2 separate regions of the Mus musculus genome follow, and region 2 is linked to region 1. Evidence: chromatin contacts called from public HiChIP or PLAC-seq data. All regions are on one chromosome and are shown on one strand. Each heading gives the region's core, a stretch centred on a gene start, on an enhancer-like site or on the middle of the called end of the contact. The rest is flanking DNA. Distances are from core to core; before and after follow the strand shown.

Region 1 (3,924 bases), core at 1,060-3,559:
CTAAAACAAAAACTCAAAGGAATAGTATGCTTAAGAAATTTTCTTTTTTAACTTTTTATTTCTTATAACTATCTGGGTATTCATTCTTCTTGTATGTAAGTTTGTATACAATATGCATGCATTGCCCATGAAGGCCAGAAGAGGACATTGGATCCACTATGAATTCTCTGGAAGAGCAAGGCAGTGTTCTTAACCATTGAGTTATCTTTTCTGCCACCAAAATTTCCTTTATATTGAATGTGTCTTTTCTAAGTATATTATGACATCACATTGAAACCTCCAGGCTACCCTAGAGTCCTCTTTTCATTGTGGTTTTTGAATTTGGAAGACCCATATCTTCATAATCTTTTAAGTTTCTTTATGTGGGGATACTGAGCCAATTAAGTTGAACATACCTATGTGTCTTAAATATCCCTTAAAATGTTCTTGGGGAGTTCTTTATGTGTACTTTTTGCTTCTATGTCTGGGATTGAAAACAAATTTGCAACATTTTGACATAGTTGTTGAAATATTCTTCTGTCTTAAATTGCTAGCGAGGCCTTAATATGTAGAAGAAATGACTTTGACTTAACTGCAAGTTTGAAGGAGAGACTATCCACAAGAATATCTCCCTTACTCCTTGAAGTCTATTTCTGTAGTTAATACAGTAAATTTCCTAATAAAGGAATTGTAATATAGTTAATATAAAGCTTACTTAGGGAGTGAGAATGATTGAATGACATTTGAATGTACAGGTAAACATTAGGATGGTATTTCTTAGACTTAAATATATATAATGTGTTACATGGGGATCTTACTAAAATGCAAATTACCATTTTCTGCGAAGCTCTTGGGCTATGTTTATACTTATACTTACCCTTTGAATAGTAAGGGTATAGGACTGAGTTTTGTAAAAAAGGAAACTCAGCCTTAATGTTATATATCCTTTTAGAGGATGCATCTTTTAAAAAATACTTTTACTTATGTGTATTTATTTTTTTGTAAATATTTGCCATGTGGTGGTGCCCACAGACAGAATAGAGTATTGGATCCTTTGGAGCTAGAATTGTAGGCAGTTTTATTGCAACCACTGAGCATGGGTGCTGGGAAACTGAACTTGGATCTTCTGAACGAGCAGCAAGATAACCATTGAGTCATCTCTATCTTTTTTTTTTTCCTTTTAAACAGTTAACCCCAGCACTTGGGAGGCAGAGGCAGAGGCAGGTGGGTTTCTGAGTTCGAGGCTAGCCTGGTCTATAGAGTGAGTTCCAGGACAGCCAGGGCTACACAGAGAAACCCTGTCTTGAAGAAAAAAAAAGAATGGAAATGAGTCTCCCTTACACATAACACTGTATATTTTTCTTTATTGTGGGCCAGATCAGCTGTTTTTTGGACAATATAGCAATTAGGGTGTAAACCCCCCCCCCCCCCCGACACACACACACACACACACACACACACACACACACAACCCCCCCCCCGACACACACACACACACACACACACACACACACACACACACACACACACGGTTTCTCTGTGTAGCCCTGGCTGGACAATATAGCAATTAGGGTGTAACCCCCCCCCCCCCGACACACACACACACACACACACACACACACACACACACACACACACACACACACCACACACACACACACACACACACACACACACACCCACACCCACACCCACACCCACACCCATGCATGCATGCACCATATACAAGGAAAAAAGTTTTAAGAAATGTGGGCTTGATATTTTAATTCTTGTCTGTCACTGGGGTTCTAAGGTTCATTTTTGAAGGAACCTTGGTTTCTAATACAATTTTCAAGGGGCTTGGAAAATAGACCATTTAAGCAAGCATGAGACCCCAGTACTGAAAAAGAAGGGGAACATTTTATTTTCAACAATTTAACCTCTGCTTGTTTATGACAAATGTACTTTAGAGGAGGAAGCAAAAGCGTTGTGGTAAACTTTATTTGGGGGTTTCTACCCCACCTTAATCATTTAGTTCCAAATAAAAAAGACACAAAACCTTTATGTTTATAATAAGCCTTAAAGCATTAGAACTGGGCAGATATCAACCCTCTGCTCTTTTGTCTACTTTCCTATCAGTAAACACCCCCCCTCTCCAAATACCATTTGCAATGTTACACCTGGGCCACTCCTACCGCCAACAGGTGGGCCTTCATGGCTATGCACTCAAGTTATACTTACCCCATGGCGCTTTCTGCCTTCTTTCTGCTCACTCCTAGTGGACTCTGTCTCAGACCCCAAGCCCAGGAACCTAAGCTTACTACTACCTCTTTTCTGCCCAGCTACAGGCTGTAGGCATCATTATTCAACAAGTAGTTTTAAAGAGCAAGATTTGCATAACAAAAGCTGGTATACTTGAGAATTCACTTGTCTTGAGGCAATGACCTTGGGATAGAGAATTTAGCAGTATCTTACGTGGCAAAAGGCCAAACCTCAACACAAAAGGATCAGGAACTCAAGTTCATCTTTATCTAGGTAGCAAATTCAGGACCATCCTTATCCTGTCTCAAGAAACTAAAACCAAAATAGTAATGAGTAGCTTCTCTTTCTTAAAGAGGTAGCAGTGATAGACCTTTCAGTTAAAGTACAGGGAAAGTTTAGGTACTGTGCTAAAACAGTAATTTTAAATACAAAGCTGTATTTATGAAGGACTTCAGTTTAGTATGGTCTACATAGCCTTGAATGAACCTTATTCTCCTGCTAGAAAGAAGGGTTTTCTGGGACTTATACAATTTAAAAGCAAATTAAAACACTTGTGTCTGTCCTAAGTTGATTGCAAAGCAAAATGTTTTTATGGTAGTGTAATTAAAAAGAGAAAGCTTTCTTATTTAGTTAGTTTTAATTGGACAATTCAGAAAAGCCATCTAGAGTTGGGTAGTCCCTAGAGCAGAGGTTTGTAAGCAGATAATAAATAGGTTAGCTGCTAGGATCATGATAGATGAGCAGCAACTCAGATATAATCTGAAACTGTTAGTTCCTTATCAGCACTTGTGTTATAGAAGGTTTTCACTTGAGAATTTTGGGGTCTTTTTTTGTTTGTTTGTTTGGTTGGTTGGTTGGTTGGTTTTTTGTTTTAATTACTTGGTTAGCATGAGCTGCTTAGATTTGTTACATAAAACCTTATGTGTACAAGGATCATTGACTTAACTGACAGTATAAATTTGTCAAAGTCATTCTGTGGCTTTGCATCTTTCACATATTTTGTTGGTTTGGTCTTTAGACCATTTGGCAGCTTGAACCTCTGCTGTGATAGGAAAAGATCTCATATTAAAGTGGATCATGGAGAGAAGTTTTGAGTTTAGCTTTTTTTTTAGTCCTCACTTTTTATCAGTCTTAAGTTTAAAGTTTTAAGACTATCTTTATTCAGACTCATTTTTTAAAAAAGTTTATCCCTTTAAAAATTAATAAAATCCATAATTTAATATCACAGCAGAATCTGTCTTCAAGTTTTTACCTTTTCTGTTCTGCTATCAAAGTCTAACTTTACTTTTTATTCCTCTAGTCTTTTAGTTTTTTCTTTCTTATATTTAAAAATAGTCCTAATACTCTAATTTCATATTTTTCATGCTGTGCCTGCAGCTTTAAGTTATGGTTTGAGTAGTAATCTTTTGGCTTGGGGTTGGGAAGATGAATTTTTTTTAACATAAAAAGTAATATTAGATGTGTTATAAATGTGAGAAGACAGCTTGTGGAAATAAATCCTTGGGAAAGCACTTAGATTGAATCATTGAACTCTGAAATGGATTTACTGGAAAGTTGGTGCTACTATTTTTCTAGGCACTCTACTTGTGACAGTTAAGTGTAGATTGAGCCCAGGGCTCAGCACATTAGAGACTTACTTAAGGAAGAAATCATTTCTTCAATTTTTCCTCTGCAGTGGTGGTGACCGCGGTGGCTTCAAAAATT
Region 2 (3,924 bases), core at 811-3,310, 280 kb after region 1:
GCTTCTGAGTCTTGAGTGAGACATCGCAGACCAATAAAGTGTCACAGAGCTGATGCCAGCCATAGCTAGGTAACGGCTGCTCGGCCTCAGACTTACAGTCCGTGTTAGCTGTGAGTGCTTGCAGAATTGTGGGAACCCTTCTGGATCGTGCAGCCTTGCCCGCCTTTAGCTAATCAGTCGCCTGTTCTCTGTAGGTTTTGGCTCACCTGGCGAGGGGCTATTTTTCAACGGCTCAGTTGTACTTGATGGAGCTGGGCGAGGTGATCTGTAAGTGCATGTGTGAGGCAAACCCATCCATTCAGCTCCACGGCGTGAAGGTAATCTCGCTACAAGTGACACGTATGCTTCTGTGGTTTCCCAGGTTTCAGGTGAGGAGGGGCACGTCCCTCTCCTGACTCGTCTGCAGAGAGTTAGCTGAGCATAAGGTGTCAGCTTTGCTCCTTGAAAGAAGAGCTCTGTCAGAGTCGCTGAGAAAAGAAAAACCAGTTAGAAATTACTTTTCCTATGTTGTGTGCACGCCTTTTAACTCCAGCATGAGAGAGGCAAAAGTCATTGGATCTCACAAGTTCGAGGCCAGCCAGGGCTACATAATGAGACCCTGTCTGAAAGAAACAAACAAAAAGGAAAAGGAAGGAAGAGAAACTACTTTTGCTGTTGATTTGAGATGATGCAGACTGAAGCAGGGTATTTGCGGCCTCCGTAGAACCGAGTCTCTGCTCTGACCGTCATTTCTTGTATCTTGGCAGCTCCTGGAAGAACTGGGTGCAGGCTTGATACAGCAGTACAAGCCAGATTCCAACATAGCGCCTGAACAGAGAGTGCCAGTCCACCTGGTAAGCCCACCTCCAGCCCCCGTGTCTTCTCCTCTGTTCTACTGGGCTCAGTAATGAAGCGGAGCAGGTGATGTCATTTCCTCCAGTGTTGAAAACTATGGTGCGCCAGTGAAATGGCGCTGCGGGAAGGATGCTTGCCGCCCAAGGCTGCACACCTGACAGTCTGAGTGTGATCTCTGGAGCCCACATAAGGAACCAATTCCACCAAGTTTTCCTCTGACATCCCCATGTGCACCATGACAGATGTGGCCACAAAGGTCATACATGTGCACACTAATAACAGATAAAATTCAGAACAAATCTATGGTGTTCCGGTTGTGGAATAAGCACACCAGAATTTATTATTACTGGGATATGGCATGTGTGCTAATGTCTACATGTGGAGAGTAAAAGATAGTTTGTGGAGTTGGTTCTCTATGGCCACTTTTATTTGGGTTCCAGAGATTGTACTCAGGTCACCAGCTTGCACAGCAAGTGCCTTTACACACTGAACCATCTCATCTGCCCCAGGACTTCTTACCCCTGTTGAACTATAAGCGGCTACTGTTGATTAACCCTGTAGCTACTACCTCTGCTCTCTATCACCACCACCACCATCATTGTCACTATTTCTGTCAACTCAGTTACACTGTAGTGTCCTACTGGATGTGGCTGGTTATTTCAGAAGTTGTTTCCATTACTTTGGAAGATGAACAGTGAAAACACTTATAAAAAGCTACCACTTCAGCCAAACTCTTCTCATCTGCAAGGCTGCATCTAGAGGGCATGGCTTCACAGGTCCCACATTAGCCACTTTTTGCAGTAAATCTCCACCCAAATATGCCCCTGCAGTGAAAACACAACTCAATATGAATACATGCTGTACGCCTAGTTTGGGCGGATCTACTGCTACACTGCCATCTTCCACATTTATTGAGACCCCTTAGAACTTTCGGATTCTCCAGGCCATGTGCTTCTGCTCTGCTTTTCTTCTTCCTCCTCCTCTGCATCCTCTCCCACTTCCATTTTCTCTCTCTCTCTCTCTCTCTCTCTCTCTCTCTCTCTCTCTCTCTCTCTCTCTCTCTCTCTCTCTCTCCTTCCACTCCACCTTCCCTTTTATCTGCCCAATCATCAGCTCTCCTTTATTTTACAAATTAAGGTGGGAAGCAGGTTTACAGGAAATCACCTCTGGTTCTAACTTGCTGTATTCCAGGTGGTGGTGTTCTGGACTGCGATGCTGAGTGGTCCTTTGCCCCGAGCCCTGCAGTCTGCAGAGCACCCGACTCTCCAGGCGAGCGCCTGTGATGCCCTGTCCTCCATCTTGCCAGAGGCCTTCAGCAGTCTGCCGGTAACCTGCCACGGACCCTCACTCCTTGACCATGCCCTGGGCATCAGGGCACCAGCGTGATTCTCTGTTCTGAAACCTTTTCAGCCTCCTCTCTTTAATAAAGAAGCTGTTTCTGTTGAGTTTGTGGCGAGAACAGTGAAGTGTTGCTCCTCCAGGAAAGCCTGGCCTCCTGGGCCCTAGAGGGTGTGGGTGTGGGCAGCACAGCTCTGAGGGCGGATTTCACAAGCATGTCGTGTCCTGAGATGAAAGTCTTGGGTCCACATCCCAGCCATTCCTCCAGCTCTTTGGCTCCTTGAATTTCTTTAAAGCTTTGTATCATCCGTTTATCAGAGGAGTCAGATGAGAGGTGACTGTTAAAAATCCTTGTTAAGAGGCCTCCACCTGGGGTCTTCACCCAGCCCATACCTGATCCATCGCCCTGGGTGAGGATCCTTTGTCTGATTTTGGCTGCTCCTGTTCATTCCTCAGTGGCTTTTTAACTGTTCTTAGTTATGTAAATTAGCTTTTATAAGGGAGGCAGGTAATGAGGCAGAAGGATTAAATGAACTTGTTCACGTCATTGAAAGGTGCAGTGTGATAAGATGCTCTGCGTGCGCCTTACCCAGAATCCCTGCTCACACACCTGCCCCGGTGTCAGGCACCTGCCCTTTACAGGAGTCCGCTGCAGGTCGCAGTGGGGATTGAACCCTGCACAGGCGCTCTCCCCACAGCTGCTCCTGGAAGACTGGCTCACTGTTCTTCCTTCTCACTTTCCCTGTTTCAAACCTTCTCGTTGCAGAACGACAAGCAGATTTTGTGCATTACAGTGTTGCTCGGCCTGAATGACAGCAAGAACCATCTAGTGAAAGCCGCCACCTCCAGGGCCCTTGGAGTCTACGTGCTTTTCCCGTGCCTCAGACAGGTAAGAGGAAGCCTGGCGTGCCCTCCCCCAGTTCCTCGGCACCTATACCGTTTGTGGGCGTGAGGCTTCTGCGCTGACAGTGAAAGAAATTAGCCTGTTATGTGGTCAGATTTCCTCAGGTGCTATTTCGCTGCACAGCACCTGCGCTTCCTTTGCTAATTGTTCAACACACTGCCTGGGACTGTAGTGTGCAGCAAATGTTTAATTAGTGAATAATTGTCTAAGGATGAAAAAGAGGAAGTTACCACATGGAAGTAATGACTGAGAAACGGTGCTTTTGGGAACTACTTTCACTGTCAGGACGTTGTTGAGGGAGGTGGCAGTCAGCCCAAGCACTGAACGCACAGGTGACGGTCCCAGGCTCACACTGGCTCCATAGCAAACTTTTTAAATCAAAATCAAAATTACCGTAAAGGCCTAAAGCTTTCTGTGAAAATAAGCTGTAAGGTTCAGAGGCAGCAGTGTAAACTCCTTAGTAATGTAGCCTGGTTTGTTGTACAGGACGTCATATTTGTTGCAGACACAGCAAATGCTATATTGATGTCACTTCAAGATAAGTCACTAAACGTGCGCGCCAAAGCAGCCTGGTCCCTGGGCAACCTGACAGATACTCTGATTGTCAACATGTAAGTGACTCAGCTGTTTTCCCTGAGTGGCATCTTTTTCAGAATCCCTAAAAGGTGTCTTTCATCCCTACTGCGAAAGAATTGGCAAGAATCCCCTCATATTATGCGGGCGTTTTTGCTACTTTGTTTTAATATTCCTCTAAGCAATAAACCCAGTAGTTTATTTTAATGTATTAAGAGTACATATGCTGGGCAGTGGTGGCACATGCCTTTAATCCCAGCACTTGGGAGGCAGAG

Evidence for each region. HiChIP or PLAC-seq counts read pairs in DNA pulled down with a chosen protein or histone mark.
Region 2: a contact with region 1 is called in an H3K27ac HiChIP or PLAC-seq map of embryonic stem cells, with 4 times the contacts expected there. The contact joins two enhancer-like sites. A contact is called at or near these places in 3 of 484 Hi-C or Micro-C datasets (the C10 cell line, bone marrow-derived macrophages and nephron progenitors), 3 of 115 datasets of contacts at active chromatin or transcription factors (CD8 T cells, embryonic stem cells and large pre-B cells) and 4 of 9 other capture datasets (adipose tissue, embryonic stem cells, liver and 1 more).

What each region holds. Positions count from the first base shown.
Region 1 is chr11:83,493,367-83,497,290 of GRCm38.p6, forward strand. Taf15 (TATA-box binding protein associated factor 15) reads left to right here. Exons shown (of 16, transcript NM_027427.3): 8 at 3,896-3,924. Among named protein-coding and RNA genes, the nearest start is that of Gm32650, 17 kb to the right of the region's middle. Within about 2 kb of position 2,310, at least 11 of the 459 cell types and tissues checked have an H3K27ac peak or open chromatin away from gene starts, as enhancers often do. A contact at or near this core is called in embryonic stem cells, where this site is marked.
Region 2 is chr11:83,773,676-83,777,599 of GRCm38.p6, forward strand. It overlaps Heatr6 (HEAT repeat containing 6), which reads left to right. Exons shown (of 20, transcript NM_145432.3): 13 at 195-317; 14 at 747-833; 15 at 2,026-2,160; 16 at 2,939-3,061; 17 at 3,563-3,687. Among named protein-coding and RNA genes, the nearest start is that of Heatr6, 22 kb to the left of the region's middle. Within about 2 kb of position 2,061, at least 7 of the 459 cell types and tissues checked have an H3K27ac peak or open chromatin away from gene starts, as enhancers often do. A contact at or near this core is called in embryonic stem cells, where this site is marked.